Regions from separate parts of the Gossypium hirsutum genome. Here region 2 is linked to region 1. A link is a contact called in public Hi-C data. All regions are on one chromosome and are shown on one strand. Each heading gives the region's core, a stretch centred on a gene start, on an enhancer-like site or on the middle of the called end of the contact. The rest is flanking DNA. Distances are from core to core; before and after follow the strand shown.

Region 1 (4,210 bases), core at 1,028-3,527:
TTACTTTTCTGTCTTTAGAAAGATCTACAAGCTCCCATGTCTTATTGCGTTGTCTTGCTGCAATTTCTTCTTTCATTGCATTTCGCCACTCTTCTTTGCCTACTACCACTTCAAAAGTTGTAGGATCAACGACAAACAAGGCTTGCATCGTTGCATAAATTTTAGCCAAAGATCTGTATTTCCTTAGAGGAGTTTCATCATCAAATGAACTTTTACTGCTTGAAGATACGTTTGATGAAGTTAGAGGAGATGAAAGATTTGGAGAAGGAGGTTGTAATACTTCAGTTTGTAGAGCTTCATCTTTATTTGCAATTTCAAATTTAACATCACTTACACTCTTTTCCCAAATCCATCTTGCATCTTCATTGAAAATTACATTACTGCTGATTATTATCTTGCCACCAATAGAATTATACAGCATGTATGCTTTAGACTAAGAATAGTAACCAATAAAAATGCATTTTGTTGATTTCTCATCAAGTTTGCTGCGTTTATGTGAGTCAACTAAAGTATAAGCAACACAACCAAAACTTTTAAATGGCTTACCCAAGGTCTCCTCCAATACCAGGCCTCATATGATGTTTGATTGGGAATAACCCTTGGTGATAGATTCAATAAGTAGACTGTAGTTCCAACAACTTCTCTCCATAATTAATCTGAAAGCCCTTTGGCTTTCAACATACTTCTTGCCATTTCTACAACTATCCGATTCTTCTGTTCAGTAACACCATTCTACTCCGGAGTGTATGGAGCAATCAATTCTCTTCTTAGGACTTGTTCTTCACAGAAATGATTAAACTTTAGCTACACAAACTCACCGCCTCTGTCTATACGTAGTGTCTTGATGCAATGTCTAGTTTGCTTATCCACAAGTACCTTGAAGTTTTTAAATATTTCAAATGTTTTCGACATGGACTATAAAATGTACTCCTAACTCATCCTGCTGTAGCCATCTCTGAATAATAAAAAATATCTACTCCCACCAAATGATTGTGTTTTAATGAGGACAACCAAGTCAGCATGTACAAGCTCAAGACACCTAGTTGCCCTTCTAGACTTCTTTACAGGAAATGGTTTCTTACATTTTTTCCCGTATATACACCCCTCACACGTATTTAAAGACTCAATTCTAGGAAACCTAAAAACCATTTCTGTTTGACACAGCAACTTCAGACCTTTTACATTCAAATTCCCATACCTTCAATGCCATAATCTTGACTCACTAGTTTCTTTCACAACAAGTGAATGGTTTTCAACATCAGAAATTTCAAGTGGAAATAGCTTGTTTGGTGTTATGCAAACATCAACAATGATTTGATTTGATTTTTTATCTTTAATCACACAAGAGACATCATTGAACATAATAGAATATCCAGTAGCCATGAGTTGGCCTACACTCAATAGATTTTGTGACAAGCGAACATTACCCTTCCCTTCCACTTGAATCTTCTTGTTGTCTCTAAGTGTTACTTGTTTTTTGAAGGTCTCATCAAACTCCTTTAATAATGACTTTATGCCAGTCATGTGATTCTAGCACCCGTTGTCCAGAAACTAAATGTTGCTGTGACTTGTTGCATCTTTTTGATAAGCCATTAAAAAATTGATTACCTCATCTTCTTGCTCTACATAACTTGCTTGTCCTTGCTTTTGTCTTTTCTAGCAATCGGCCTTCACATGCCCAAACCTTTTATAATAATAATATTGGATAAACCTTTTTTTTATCTCATTGCTGAGTTTGATTTTGGTGCTCATCACCCAACCTCGTCCTCTACTATGACCTCCTCTCCCTTGAGATCCAACTTTACCACGCCATTTTTGTTCATTTCTTTGAGGTGATGCCTCCCCCTTCACAACAAAAGCCTTTTCTTCAGTCTTCTCTTCTAACCTGTTCAGCCTTGCCTTATGGGACTGCAGTGATCCCATCAACTTATCAAATGTGAATGTTTCTAAGTCTTTAGACTCTTCGATGACAACCACTACATGATTAATCTTAAGAGTAAGACTCTTGAGAATTTTTGCTACAATCATTTTATTAGTAATATTTTCTCCATAGGACTGCATCTGGTTGACAATTGCAACAACTCTAGATAAAAAATCTTGCACTGACTCTCCACCTTTCATCTGTAGGGTTTTAAAATCTCGACGAAGAGATTGAAGTTTTATCATGATTACCTTATGATGCCTGCAAGATTCCCCAAGCTTCTTTCGCAATAGTTGTTGCAGCAATTTTCAAAAAAAATGGTCTCATGAACAACTTGCTGGATAAAGAATAACGTTTTCGAGTCCTTCTTATTATTTTCTCTCAATCTCGTCTCTTCATCCCGTTCGTTATAATCATTCTCAATCCCAAAGATCCTAAGACTTGAACAAGGTCTTCATCTTGATGCTCTATAAATCACAACTTTCTCCATTGACGATTGGAATTGACAGCTGAGATACATTCACGACATTATCGTTAGTCGCCATTAATTACACGCTAGATACAAACAAACCTGGCTATGATACCACAAATTTTGGGGATAATTATCAATAACCAAGAAATAGTCACACAAGAGTAGACTTGAATTTAATTCAAGTAATAGACCGAAAAGAAGAGACTTAAAGTCACGCAAAAGAAAGAGAGGATTTGTTTGACTAAAATTGTTGTAGTATTCCACTACTCAATGAAACAAATGATAGGCCTATAAATAGGCTTTACACCATAACAAACGTGCAACACTAATCTTAGCACGATCACAACAGAAAGTAGATAATTAAGGGAGAAACAAAACAAGCACAACTTAGTCAAAGATAAGATTTAGGTAACTGATAACTGACTTTGAATCATTCTCCAATAAGAGGCACCACAGTCAGTAGTTGCCCCAAACAATATGCAATCATCTACAAATAATAAATGACTAATCATGAGTCCTTATAGACACACTTTAGCTCCTAACATTAGTCCTTCACCTTTTGCCAATTTCATAAGAGAAGACAGCCCTTCACTGTAAATTTAAAAGACATAAGCGCTCAGTAGATCTCCTTGTCTAAGTCATCTCTCTAGTTTAAAAGTCTTACTTGCCTCCCCATTAATAATGATAGAGTAGGAAACAATAGTGATAGAATGCAAAATGAAATCCACCCATGAGACAACAAACCCCGTCTTGAACATTATAATCCATAAGAAATGCCATTCAACCCTATCATATGCTTTACTCATATCAAGTTTGAGTGCAAAGCTACCCCAATTTTTTGGTTTCTCATTGCTTAAAACTACGTATGTCACGTCCCAAAATCGGAGTTAGTAGAAATTGGGTAATTGAACCGAGAGCGTCAAACATGAAATTCTTTTTAGATGACCTTGGCACATTGTTAATAAATAAGTATCAAGTCTAGTGATCAAGTAGTGGTGGAGATGTCCCTGATGATCTATGTTCGAATCCCTTCCCTCACATTATTTTTCTTTATGGTGCAATTTTGCTTCAAACCTTAGTAAAGGTCACACCATATTTTTAAAATAAATGTTGTAGGAATTATAATAAGTTAGTGAGTAGTCAAGTGGTTAAGTGCTTAGTTAGCTCCCTAAAGGTCCTATGCTCAATTCCCCACTCTCATAATTTTTGTTAGATTTTTTCATAAAAATATTTGGTCAACCCCCTTTTGTCGTCCACTAGTGTTGCCATATAGGAAAAGATTCTTTCCTCCATTAGTTATTCAACCTTCCTCCTTTAACCCTCTTTTTACTTCACATGTTCTCCTTCCTTCTTTTTCTTTCCCACCTTTCACTCCCTTCTTTTTTTCCCCTTGTTGACTTGCTATAGACGATCTCCACCTTAGGGAGAGTCTATTCTCTCATTTGTTTCATCATTCTCCTCTCCTCTACTCTCTTTTCTCTCATTCTCCCCTTTTGCACCACCTTGAACCACTATTATTTTGATTTTGACCTCCTTTCCTCCACCGTTAGCCACCACCATTTGACCTAAACACCACCAATTAATCACCCATCCTAATCTTCTCACTCTCTTCTTCCACTATCGCACCACTATCGGGTCTCGCCGTTACTGCGGTACAGCACCATCACCATCGTTAGTAATCATTTTTCTCTGTTATCCATTTTCTCTTCAAATCTTTAGTCATAATCAAATTTATATTCTTCTTCTTGTATTTTATTAAATCTTTGCTAAAATCTTATACTCATTCTTCTATTTTGACGTTGATTTTTCCATGGTTT
Region 2 (4,210 bases), core at 456-2,955, 100 kb after region 1:
CCAAGCTACTGAGCTGTGCAAAGCTCCACCTGCACACTCCACAGTAAAATAGCTTAGCACAAAAGAATTAGTACTTCTCTGAAGAATTCGGAGGATGCAAGTTCAACAGAAGGCATGAATCAAGAAAAACAACCTCTGTAATGGAAACTTGGGTGAAGCAGTGCAGAAAGAAAGAAGCCACTCAATCTAGTCCCCATAGATTTCTGAGAGGAAAAGTATCCATTTCTCTCACACTTGTTATTTTTTTTTTGGTTTTCCCCATTATACAATACTGAACCATTACAAGAAAAAACAAAGCCATCCTGTCTCAGGAATCCTACTCATTTTCATCTTGCTCTCAAAGTTTAAAGCTTTACTGGCCCGATCCTTGGGAGTCATCCTTAGCAGGGGGTTGTTGCTGGTGCTGATGCTGATGTTGGGGTTGCATCCGAGCTTGCTCCATCTGCTGATAAATCTGGTTCAAAGCATGAGGATTTAAGACCCCAATATGACCATCTTGAGATAACCCAAGTTCCAAACCCGGGAGCTGCTGATTAGCTCCGCCCAAGATTGAGGTGAAACTTATCTGACCCATGTTACTAGCTGGCAAATCAAAACCTGGAAACCCAAGCTTTTGCAGATAATTGGAACTATCACTGCCTAAATTTGTTGTAGACGGACCAGATGATGACTGAAACCCAAAACCACTGACTGGTGGCCATAACCCGGTCGCCACATGATGGGGTCTTCCCAAATTGCCACCAACCATTGTCCAACTGGTCCTACTGCTCCCTGACCCTATACTGGACCCCCCTAAATCTTCCATCTTTTGGTGCAACCCTGCTGATAGAGAGGCCCCTGGCTGTGAAACTGAGCCTCCAGCTGCAGCCAAAGCTGATGCTGGAATTGTTCCGCTCCCAGTGGCGGCAATTATGGATGGTTCAGCTTGTTGTAACAGCCACTGTATGGTTTCCCCATCAGACTTGTGACCCAATTCCCTGGTCAACTGAAAGATTCTAGCAGCACATAAAGCAGGCATCCTTATCCTTCTACCTCTTCCTTCAACTTTGGTGTGCCTGTCTTTGTTAGAACTTCTCTTTGGGGCCAACTGTTGCTTCTTCCCTTCTCCTTTATCTGCAACCACAATCTGGAAATCCTTGATTTCTGCTGCTTTATTCTCTCCCATGTTTTGAGGCTGTTGCTGTTGGGGTTGGGGTGGCAGGCTCAACAAGTTGGCTACTTCCTCTGGAGGCTGCTTGGCGCCCTTGGGATCCATAAACAGGTAAAAAAAGGGTGGGGGTGTGGGGGCAAATTAAAAGAAAAACAATATATATATAAAAGAGGAGTCCTCTTTGATTGAAGAAGGTGACCTGAAAAGTCCTAGACTTTGATGAGTTTTCACTGTTCTCTGACAAGGAATGTGAAGACAAACTATGATAATTATAATATTGAAATCCCAAAGCACACATACCCGAAATGTCAAAATTTTTATTCTTGCTTTTCACAAGATGTCATTTTTCTTTCTTTTCTTTCTCCATGGCTCATATATGAATGCATGAGCCTTTCCTTTCTTCGTTTCCCCTTTTTCTCTCAGCAGTGAAGGGGGCTTTTGACTAACATTTCTGATATGATAGCTACTTTAACTGCCATTTTCACCTGAAGACACTAATTCGCACAGAATATATCATTTACAATAATTATTATTATAAATTACAATTTCAAAATTATAGATAAGATATTCACGCATCCCCATATAACCATATATAATATTCATAGATTGATGGATTCCTTTCCTTTCTCTTCATCACACCTTCACCCTACATTATTATAAAAGCAATATAACATGGGTGAATATAATTTTTCAAATATTTATCTTTAAATGCTTCATTATATTTTTAGGGCACTTGTCAACCACCTGTTCAACAGCGAAGTTAGAATAATTTTTCAAGAGTCGAATGATTTTAGTTTTTTATAGTTTTTGTTTTTTTTTAATTTTTAAAGAATTAAATTGAATTTTTATAATTTTAGGAGGTTAAAGTGTAATTTTACCTTTACTAATGTAATTTTTTTAAATTAGAAAGCCTAAATAGTAATTTTTTTATTTTAGATGGTCGGGACCCATGCCATCCTTACTAGATTTGCCTCTATTTTTGAAGTTTAAAAACTCAACAATATATTAAATAATTTTTTATATAATATAGATAATTAATTTTAATAATATGTAGGTGGTATTATAAAATAAATTAAATAAATTATGATTTAATGATATCACGTTTACATGGTTAAAACTAATTATCTATGTATTTATTATTAATATGAATTTTAAAATATAAATCAATATAATAATATCAATAAAAAGGAATGTAATATTTTTTTATTCTAATTTTTCTATAAGAATTTAAACTTGAATTTTTTTAAATATAAATATTATATTTCAATCAAGTATAATAATGATTATGATTTTTTTTTGGTATAACTATATGTGTTTTGATTTATTTTACAATGAGATTAATCCTGATTGAGTCAAGTGGTATTTAGGTAAGTCTTCTCAAGGGTGTCGACTTCAAAATTCGAATTTGGTCCACTTCTTCCAACCACTTATTGATTTTATAATTATGTTATTAGTTTGTTATAAAATATTATTATTTACTTCTATACTATAAATAAGTTGAAAATTAATTATGACTTAGCATATTAAGAAAAATTTAAATCTAAAATGTGTAACTTAATAAATTAACTTATTATATATTATATTATAAAGCTTGAAGTATAATTTCACTTTGATAATATAAAAAATCATTTATTCATATACTATCAATCATTTACTGTTATAACATCTTTTCTACTATTTTTTAGCTACTATTAGTATTACTACTTCTATAAATCATTTTTTGTTATGTTATTATCATATAGTTATGAAGGTTATTGAATGTATTAGACACTCACAAAAACATGAAAGTACCAATTACTAACTTCCTTCCTCTACACATCTCATAAGGTGTCATTTTAGTCTTTAGCCTCTACAAGACTATTAATCATATGGTAAGTTGTATCAATAGTTTCAACCCAAAACCTGTGAGAAATTCCCATGGCACTTAGCATAACATGAGCCATATCCTAAATTGTCCTATTGTTCCTCTTAATAACCTCGTTCTGTTATGGAGTTTTTGGAGCAAAAAACTCATGTTGAATGTCGTATTGTCAAAAATATATGAGAATTATTCATTCTCAAATTCCCTTCCTTGGTCATGCATCCTAACAAATTTCCCAATAAGATAACCTTTTTCATTCTTAGCTTTTTTACACAGTTTCTTGAAGGCATCAAATGTGTTAAACTTTTAACAGAAGAATCTTACCTATGTAAACATGGAATAGTCATCTACACTTACAAGAACATATCTTTTACCTTCTAAGCTTTCAATCTTCATTGACCTATCAAATTCATTTATAGAAGCTTTAAAGGTTCAATTGTTTGAATCAATTATAATTGGGAAGTGACTCACACTATTGTTTCCTTTTTAAGCATTCACCACTCATATTTGGAATTACTCCCCCCTTTGGTAGTCGTCTAAAAACATTGTATATTACCAATCTTTACAATCCTCTAAAGTGTACATGGCCTATTACCTCATGCCATGACTCAATATTTGAAAACCTATTTTGATTATAAGTGAGTGGTTTCATCATCCTATAACAATTGTAGATTGTCTTGTAGCTTATCTTACTTGTCAACATCCCCTAGTCATAAACTTGGAATATATCGATTAGGTTAGCTTTTAATCCCTCCACAAGGAACACATTTTGAATTTCTAGCATTCCTCCTATGTTAAGCACATCTTTGCAAAGTACCTTGCCTTTTTTTCCATCACTAAAGGCCGCTCTTCATTTATGGTTTTCTTGAAACTTTTTCAAGCAATTTCTACATCCAATCTCTACTTCTTTCTATCAAAATACCATATGCTTAGTAGAAGCCTTCAAGGATTGGTGATAAACCAAAAATCATTTTTGATGATTTTTCCACCAAACAAGCTTTTGCTTCTATTTTTTGTCAGTTGTAATGCGAGGTGCAACTAGGGCTACCACTAATTGCTCTCTTTTGAGATCTTTTGGTAGTTTGTAACATTTGGGCCTAATATGCCCTTGGAACCTAATGACACTTCATTTTTCCCTTGCACTTATGATGCTTCCCAATAGTATTAAATAACTTCAACCTTCTTGGAGCTTTTGGGTT

The links. Hi-C and Micro-C count contacts between places; a contact is called where the count stands out from the background.
Region 2: a contact with region 1 is called in a Hi-C map of leaf, with 3 times the contacts expected there. The contact joins the promoter of LOC121216388 here to the enhancer-like site in region 1. A contact is called at or near these places in 13 of 34 Hi-C or Micro-C datasets (anther, callus, fibers and 4 more).

The regions. Positions count from the first base shown.
Region 1 is chrD04:15,599,209-15,603,418 of Gossypium_hirsutum_v2.1, forward strand. No RefSeq gene overlaps it. Among protein-coding and RNA genes, the nearest start is that of LOC121216387, 9.2 kb to the left of the region's middle. Within about 2 kb of position 2,278, at least 1 of the 9 cell types and tissues checked has an H3K27ac peak or open chromatin away from gene starts, as enhancers often do.
Region 2 is chrD04:15,699,393-15,703,602 of Gossypium_hirsutum_v2.1, forward strand. It overlaps LOC121216388 (transcription factor TCP20), which reads right to left and starts at 1,706. Exons shown (of 2, transcript XM_041092053.1): 1 at 134-1,706; 2 at 1-29. The coding sequence starts at 1,255. The coding sequence ends at 353.